Regions from separate parts of the Mus musculus genome. Here all the other regions are linked to region 1. The links are chromatin contacts, called in public HiChIP or PLAC-seq and promoter capture Hi-C maps. All regions are on one chromosome and are shown on one strand. Each heading gives the region's core, a stretch centred on a gene start, on an enhancer-like site or on the middle of the called end of the contact. The rest is flanking DNA. Distances are from core to core; before and after follow the strand shown. Region 1 holds the start of Sh3glb1 (SH3-domain GRB2-like B1 (endophilin)). Region 2 overlaps Selenof (selenoprotein F). Region 3 overlaps Hs2st1 (heparan sulfate 2-O-sulfotransferase 1).

What was found. Promoter capture Hi-C pulls out the DNA fragments that hold promoters and counts their contacts. HiChIP or PLAC-seq counts read pairs in DNA pulled down with a chosen protein or histone mark.
Region 2: a contact with region 1 is called in a promoter capture Hi-C map of macrophages, with 6 read pairs. The contact joins the enhancer-like site here to the promoter of Sh3glb1 in region 1. A contact is called at or near these places in 14 of 39 promoter capture datasets (3T3-L1-derived adipocytes, the C10 cell line, the HPC-7 cell line and 8 more), 2 of 15 datasets of contacts at CTCF or cohesin (the G1E-ER4 cell line and embryonic stem cells), 30 of 484 Hi-C or Micro-C datasets (the G1E-ER4 cell line, the Patski cell line, embryonic stem cells and 12 more), 8 of 115 datasets of contacts at active chromatin or transcription factors (bone marrow-derived dendritic cells, embryonic stem cells, extraembryonic endoderm stem cells and 3 more) and 2 of 9 other capture datasets (adipose tissue and macrophages).
Region 3: an HNF4G HiChIP or PLAC-seq map of pancreatic cancer cells shows a contact between it and region 1. The contact joins the enhancer-like site here to the promoter of Sh3glb1 in region 1. A contact is called at or near these places in 7 of 39 promoter capture datasets (the C10 cell line, the HPC-7 cell line, the SN4741 cell line and 3 more), 2 of 115 datasets of contacts at active chromatin or transcription factors (extraembryonic endoderm stem cells and pancreatic cancer cells) and 2 of 9 other capture datasets (adipose tissue and liver).

What each region holds. Positions count from the first base shown.
Region 1 is chr3:144,718,956-144,721,655 of GRCm38.p6, reverse strand. Sh3glb1 (SH3-domain GRB2-like B1 (endophilin)) reads left to right here and starts at 1,321. Exons shown (of 9, transcript NM_019464.3): 1 at 1,321-1,674. The coding sequence starts at 1,603.
Region 2 is chr3:144,588,392-144,591,091 of GRCm38.p6, reverse strand. It overlaps Selenof (selenoprotein F), which reads right to left. Exons shown (of 5, transcript NM_053102.2): 3 at 417-480. Among named protein-coding and RNA genes, the nearest start is that of Selenof, 19 kb to the right of the region's middle. Within about 2 kb of position 1,356, at least 25 of the 459 cell types and tissues checked have an H3K27ac peak or open chromatin away from gene starts, as enhancers often do. A contact at or near this core is called in macrophages, where this site is marked.
Region 3 is chr3:144,495,983-144,498,682 of GRCm38.p6, reverse strand. The region is part of intron 1 of Hs2st1 (heparan sulfate 2-O-sulfotransferase 1); the gene reads left to right. Gm43707 reads left to right here. Exons shown (of 1, transcript XM_017319867.2): 1 at 1-2,700. Among named protein-coding and RNA genes, the nearest start is that of Gm43707, 15 kb to the left of the region's middle. Within about 2 kb of position 1,327, at least 40 of the 459 cell types and tissues checked have an H3K27ac peak or open chromatin away from gene starts, as enhancers often do. A contact at or near this core is called in the SN4741 cell line and pancreatic cancer cells, where this site is marked.

The DNA.
Region 1 (2,700 bases), core at 72-2,571:
CTCACTAACGATGTGAAAATGAAAGTTTACGAGCTGGGGGTTATGGAATGCTTGTTTTAAAGGAGAAAGGGACACTGAGCTGGTGTGTACTTTTGCCTCTCCCCTTCATTTCCTTTCTAATGTGAGAACATATGTGTGATATCTAGAGGTTCCAGAGGCATCTTGAAACACCAAAATGAAAGTTACATGATAAGACCTGTAAAACAGGATCTATTGGACAGTGGTTTGGTCCCCAGGATAAAGGAAGTGGGGAGAAGAAAAAGGAGGGAGGAACAAGAAAGAAAAACAAAGACAGGAGGGTGATGGGTTTGAAGCGGTCTTTGGATACCTGAAGCCAGGCTAGGTCGCATGAGGCCTTTTCTCAGAAAACAGAAACTAAATTAGCTGAGTGTAGTGTGGGTGTCTGGGTGGGTGGGTGTGGGGGGAAGGGCTCATGCCTTTATCACACAGCTAAGAGTTGGAAGGTTGAGGCCCTGCCAGACAGTAGGTACTCAGGAGTGAAGGAATGTATAACCGGATAGGAACCTTGTCTTTCTTCTCCATTGTCTCTCTGAAATGCTCTTATATACCTTCCCAGGGGATGGGAGATACTTTCTAAATATGCCTCAGATGACCACCAGCCACCAAAGGGACTGAACCCTTCAGCACCTACTCAATGCCTCACACACAATAGGTCCTCAACAGTGAGTCAAAGTATAATAGGGTAGGGGACAATGAAGACAATCCCGTTCAGCAAAGATTGGCTAGGTGTCTACCCAAGCCATAGGTAGCCTTTGACCCCAGACCCAATACAGGAAATCCGGGCCAATGATTCTATAGTGTCAGTTCTGTTTCCTTTTAAGGAACGTTTTGTCCATGCTTTTCTAAGGAACTTTTGTCCGGGCGATTCTGTCACAGACACTCACTGAGATGCTGTGGGAGGGAATCAGGGTGAGAGCCCAGGAGGCTCTCGTTCTGGTAAGAACTTCCACTGATGCTCTGACACTGGCTTGGTGCTTAGTGAGCTGTCAGGAGAGCCTCAGCCGCGGCTCCACCCAGTGGTGAATCCTCGGCCACCCTGCAGGGGTCGCTGTTCCCATGAGAACCTCTGCAGCGGCTCCACCCAGTGGTGAATCCTCGGCCTCCCTGCAGGGGTCGCTGTTCCCATGAGAACCTCTGCAGCGGCTCCACCCAGTGGTGAATCCTCGGCCACCCTGCAGGGGTCGCTGTTCCCGCGAGGACACCCCCGCCCCCCACCCCACGCCATCGGTGAGGCCACGCCCCCCTCCCGGCCGGCTGTTTTCCGCCGCGGTTGCACAGTCGCCGGGCGGCGGGGCGGGGCGGGGCCTTCCTCCGGACGCGACCTCGGTCCCCGTGGCTCGCAGCTGCTCGGCGACGCGACAGGCCCAGCGTGTGAGCGGAGAGGCGCGCGCTCGCGGGCGCCCGCCCTCTTCCCTCCCCCGCCTCCCCGCCAGGAAACGACAGCTGCGCGGGGCTGGCGCCGCCTCCCGCCACCTACCACGTCCGCCCCGCCGTCGCCGTCGCCCGGCGCCCCAGCCCGGCCGCGGCGCTCCCCGCCTCCCCGCTAGCGCAGCCGGCGGCTCTGCCCGGCTGCCGCCCGGCATGAACATCATGGATTTCAACGTGAAGAAGCTGGCGGCCGACGCGGGCACCTTCCTCAGCCGGGCCGTGCAGGTACGGCGGCGGCGGTTGGGGCCGGGCGGGGTGGTGGCGCCGGGGAGGGCGAGCGGAGGGCGGGTCGGGGACGGCGTCGCCCTGGTACCCAGGCCTGCCGATGGGCGCGGCCTGGCGCCCCTGCCCCGCTGGCCGTTTCCGCCTCGCTCGCCCGGCCGCCGCCGCCCCGCGCCCCGGCAGGCGAGTCGGGACGCGGCCCAGGGCGGACACCTTGGGTTCACCCCGGGGCGGAGGCCTCGGTGCCCCAGCCGGCGAGGCAGGGCACGCCGAGCACCTTGGCGCCACCCCCACCCTCCGCTGCGCTCGCTCTCGCCCTCCGGGCCGCGTCCGACCGAGAAGGGAGTTTCCTTTTCCTGCCCCTCAACGCAGAGGAGCTGCCAGCTCAGTTCCCACCAGCCCTCGCTGCTGCCCCTTGGAAGGATTGTCCCAGAGCTTAGCAGCCCGTGGGGGAGATGGAGATTGCCTGTCCCTGTCGGTGTCCCAGCTTCACCAAGGACGCAGGACACCTAGGATTAGGGGTGCCCTGACGCGTTCCCCAGATGGGCTATATAGAGCAGGGGTGAGAGGAGGACGCGATTCACGTTGTTGTCACATTGGAGGGGACCGGGCACGCTTGGCTTCAGGCGCACTTGGAAGGGAAAAGTTCACTGCGTCTCCTTATTCTGTGATTAAGGAAGTGTCAGCAATAGGGAACTTGGGCAGATTTTTTACAGTCAACACCCACATTATGCAAACTCAGTTAAATCTCGGAGCAGATGTCAATTTCACAACGTGGCTTGTAAACAATCTGGTATTGAAGTTAGTGACATAGGGTAGCAGCAGCCCTCTGTTCCGGAAAGAGAAAACAAAAGTAATGTCCCATGTGCCAAAATCCCACCGAACTATAAATCTCACGTGTGCTGCTTTATTTCTTGATTCATTTCATTTTACTGGCACTGTGAATATCATATTTCGTTATCCTTGGCAAAAGAATCGGACAGTTCCCCAGGGTAATGACTGCCTATCTTATGAAAAATAGTATGACGA
Region 2 (2,700 bases), core at 107-2,606, 130 kb after region 1:
GATGACACACATTGCATGACTCTAAATTCTGTGTTAATTAATTCTCTTCTTGTAGCTTGTCAAGCTACATAGGCCTTAGGTCAATGTTCTGTAACTGACAGTAAAGAAGTCTATTAGAATGTGCTAGAGGAATTCTACTTCTATCTGCTACAAGAAAAGCCTTCCTAAAATTTATACCCAACAGGAGTAAAAGAATGATTTCATGCTCTTTATTTTACATCTAACTTTCATATGTTGTATTTGTTTATAACAAATAAAGTGTGTGTATCAATTCCTACTAAGACTCTACCTCCTGAAAAAAGAATTGGAAAACATTCATATATACTGTTACAGAGTATGTCCTGAAAATCCATATTCCTGGGAATATTTAGTAAAATTATTCTTATAAATGATGACTGTAAATGATTGCTACATACCTTGGACTTGAGGGAACCTCCCCAATTTTCATCCGCAGACTTCAAGGATGGCTCCTGCATACAGCTGTAAAATGGAAACCAGGAAGGTTACAAATTGGAAAGTCGTCATGGAGCTGGAAGATAAGGCTCAGGGAAGACAACCCTTGTCAAGCTTGTGTTTCTCTGGGTTTCACCTCAGGCAGGACTGTGAAGAAGCACACAGTGCAAACCTTGGAGTAAAGCAGCAAAGCAGCTGTATAGAACTCCTTACCAAAAAAAAAAAAAAAAAAGCCAAAGCGCAGTAAGATGGTACAGCTCCAGACCAAGGAGAAGCCATGCTAGAGTTTAGATGCCCCGTAATCAATGGTTTCAGTTATCCTGGCCAAATGCATCCTGAAAATATAAACACAAAATTCCAGAAACAAATGTTTAAAATTAGGTATGCTCTGGCAGCATGCTGAAATACTACGCCACCCTGCACAGGACATGAAACCGCTTGTCCATGGTATCCATGTTACATGTGCTGTCCACTCCTTAGTCACTCAGGAGCTGTCCACAATACAGACAAGCACAAGCTTGTGACCAGCTAACACATGCTCTAGAATTAGGTTACACTTAGTGAATCCCACTAAGAGTCTTGGAATGTACCCCTTATAATAAAAACGAGGCAGATAAACTGTATACTGAATGGCAGAGGAACATCAGCTGTATTTGGAATAGACTGAGACAGTAGGTTGACATTGAGCATGACAAGATAATGACATTTCTTAAAACCTTTTTACTGATTCGTTGTGAGTTTCACACCATGCATCTCTGTCCCCTGGTATCCACCCTCTGCCCTTGCAATCTCCCTCAAAGAGAATAAAACACGTGTGTGGGCACACACACACCCCCAAAGCGAAGCACAAAGAGCATCTGGTCATGGGAGCTGTAGTGTGTCACACACAGTGTGGGCCACAGCATTCCCCTCTGCCCACACACCTCCACTTGCACATCTTGACTGCATGAGTCGCTGGTCTAGTTTGAGGTCTCTAGTTCCTGTTACAATTTAATTAGATGCTTTAGGAAGGCCGTTCAATGCCTTTAGATTGCTCGTAACATTATGTGACAAATGGCTGAGAATTAAAAGTCAAACAGTCAATGTTTTCAGACAGACAGTGTATCTGAGTGTCTGTCACATATATGCAGGTGGCCATGGAAACCAGAAAAAGCCATCTGAAATGCAGGAGCTGGGGTCCCAGCATGGTGAGAGCTGCCTGATGTGGGAGCTGGGGTCCCAGCAAACTGAGATCCTCTAAGGAGCAGTGGCTGCTCTTCTCTCTCCAGCCCCACCCCCATCTTTGAAAGGTACTGACTACAGGCTGTACTGTATAGACACAGGGAAAGTCACTATAGGAGTCACGCAAGTTGTTTTTTTTTTAAAATGAAATTAAACTTTAGCTGACTCAGTGGGCGATGTTACTTCCTCAGATGCAGAAGCTGCACGCTCTCTTTGTAGTAAGAGCTCATCATAGCACGCAACAGATCACTGCTGTGAATAAGGAGATAGAGCCAAAGGGAGACATCACTTTTTCGAAGCAGTCAAAGCCTAGCCATTGTTTTCTAAGATTTATTTTATGGGCAAAAGCGTTTTATGCTATCTTGACATAAACTAGTCATTTAGAAGGAGAACCTTAGTTGAGAAAATGTCCCCATCAGACTGTCTTGTGGATAAGCCTGTGGTGTCTCTTCCTGATTGATGACTGATGTGGGAGGGCCCAGGCCATTATGCGCAGTGCCCCTCTTGAACTGGTGGTTTGGGTACTTAAGAAGGCAGGCTGAGGAAGCCACCAGGAGCAAGCCAGTAAGTAGCACTACTCCATGGCCTCTGCATTGCTTCCTGCCTGTAGGTTCCTGCCCTTACTTTCTTCAATGATGGACTGTGGTGTGGAAGTGTAAGCAAAATCAACCCTTTCCTCCCCAGGCTGCTTTTGGCTATGTTTTATCACAGCTATGGAGACTGAAGCCAGCTGATGCATATGCATATAAACCATATCAGTGCTTAGTGCTCTCAGGTCAGAAGAGGACATCAGACTCCCCAGAACTGAACTTAGGGATGGTTGTGAGCCACCGTGTGGGTGCTGGGAATTGAACTTGGGCCCTCTGTCACAGCAGTGAGTGCTTTTAACCACTGAGCATCTCTCCAGCACCTCAATTATTCTCTTCATAGGCATCACATTGGAAATATAGGGGTCCTAAGAGAAAGATAGCAAACTTAAGACTATATATCACATCCATTTTATTTCTTCTTAGTTTGTAGATTTAT
Region 3 (2,700 bases), core at 78-2,577, 220 kb after region 1:
CCTTCAATATAATGTGCAATAATAAGATGCTGGGGAAGGTGACTATTGTCTAGTTCCTGTTAGTGTGCGTGTAGAACACTTTTTTCTAAGTCTCTTGTAAATGTTGATCTACTTTATAACTACTGTTTAGATTCTGAGATGTTGAAACCCGTGCATCTCACCAAATCTCTCTCAAGTGTTTCTACACAAAATTCCTGTTCTTCCTCTTCTCCTTTTTAGAAAATGAATATCATATTTTTCCACTACGTGGCCTTGTTTAGTGTACTTGTTTGGCCACTAACAGCCCTAAAACTCCCTTTTTAAAATGATGTTTTAATATGTATGTGCCTGGGTGAGGATGTGCGCATTGCATGTGTGCAGGAGCCTGAGGAGCTCAGAGGGCATCCCAGTCCCCACAGCCAGGGTTAAGGCAACTGTGAGCCGCCGTGTGGCTGCTGGGACTTGGGTCCACTTTTGGCAAGAGCTCTAAACTTCTGAACCATCTCCAGCCCTGAGCCCTCAAGATTCTTACATGACCCTGATTGGGAGAAGGATCATCCCAGGGACTTTCAGAATCACTGTTCAGCATGGCATGTAGACTGAACAGAATCAACATTGTAGTGATGGAACTCAGCGTTTAGCGTGTACAAATGTACGGCACACATACTTACCAATCTTTTAAAGCAGAAGCCGTGTTTGGGCTTTGTCTGCTGTTGTGAGTAAGGAGTGTGTGACCCAGGCATTGGTCTAGCCCAGCCTGGAATGGCTCCCTAGGAAGGGTCAGATGAAAGAAGGACCTGGAACATAGAAGCTTGGTGACACTGCCTCTGCGTTTCTAAGGAGCCTCTGTTGACTGGTTAGACTTGATTTCCTAGAAACACCGTCTTTAAGTCAAAAGCTGTTTGAGATGCATTTTATCTGTTTTCTATTAGTTGTGATAAGATTTAGGATAAAACAATTTTATATACCCTTGACAGTGGATAAAAACTTATTAGAATTCACAGAAAATGAGATTTTTTTATAGACAGATTACAAACTTTTAAAACAATGTGCGAGGCTGTGATGTGGGTTGGAGTAACTGCATATCCATAAGGCCTTGAGTTAGTTCTGAGCACAGCAGTAATAATGGTAACATTCTGATCTCACAGTTCATAAACGAAAGTCATTGCGATTTTCTTCTCTTTGAAATAGCATTTTTTGTTTTGTTTTTAAAACGTTTGTTTTAATTTTATGTTTGTATGTGTACACGTGTATGGCTATTCAGAAAGACCAGAGGAGAGCCTCGGACTCCCCTGGAGCTGGCCTTCCAGGAGGCTGTGAGATGCCCGTCCTGTGTGCTGGGAAGACACTCCAGCCCTCCGCCAGAGCAATGACGGCTCTGACTCCTCAGCCGCTCTCTAGCTCTCTATAGAGATTTCTGAACTTAAATATGCAAATTATCACTGATTCATTTTATCTAGCACATGTAGGAATGCAGCTTGCTGTGGAGCAGAAATTGCCAGTCTGATACCTTGCTTTTTAGACTTTTGAATTTTGCTCACTGCTGTTACCTTGGTGTGCGTTGTTGAATTTGTAGTTGTTTTATTCAGCAGCAGCTAATCTTTTGTGTTTCTTAGCAGTAGACTTCTTAGGGCTGGTTAAAGAGAGTGTTGATGTTACCGAGCAGAATTCCTGTATTGTTTTTTGGTGTATGTCATTGTTTGCTTAGGCAGTGGTTGCCATGGGATGAATCACTCAGAAGCCTTACGACATCCGTGTGTTTATTTGGGTGGATGCATGTCATCACACATGTGTGCAGCTACCCAAGAGTCCAGGTTCCCCATTTGCTGGGTGGGTTTCAGGCATAGAACTCCAGGCACCAGGCTTTACCCTCAGCCATCTCCCTGGCCCCCAATATAATTTGTAAGCTTTTACAAAATCAATACTTACCTAATATCGTGTCATCACCTGAAGAATGAAGAAATAAAATTAGATGCCAGTGTATACTACTAATTCAATAGGATTGGAAATAGTCCTTCCCGGCAGCACCACCATTTTGACCATTTTGTCAGTGGTAAACAGTAAGGGTGCTTCCAAGCTCAGGTGTTTGAAAGAATATTGAGAATCAGATTGAGGCTTAGATGGCGTGTAACTTCACACGAGTACAGATGCCTATTTCATATTGCTTTTAAGGGCTAACAGCGGTTCTCTAAACACTTAGAGGTGGTACTGTTACTGAAGAGCAGGCTGTCTCAGTTTACGACACCTGTGGATGATCGGCTGGCCACTGTAGCTCTCCCTGCTTATTGTGGGCCTGGTTTTGAACAGTGGGCCAAACTTTCAGTCTGATCGAATCTGACTTTCCACAGGATGGCAGTTGGCATCTTTCAAGGTACTGGTCGTGTCTCTCCAGTAAGCTTTGTTCCTTGTACTAATATTGCTATGCCAAGTCGCTATAAATCTCGAATTCAGAAGGATTTTTTTTTTTAAACTATGAATTCTTTTTGCCTGCTGAGAGGAGGAATTGCCTTCTGTGTATGTCAGTGTCTTAGTTAAGGTTTCTTTCACTGCAATAAAACACCATCGCCAAAAGCAATTTGGGGAAGAAAGACTTTATTTCCACTTACATCTGTCAGGTCACACACTCCATTACTGAGGGAAATGAGAGCAGGGGCTGAAGCACAGGCCAAGGAAGGATGCTGTGCATTGGCTTGTATAGCACTCAGAGCCACCATCCGAGGA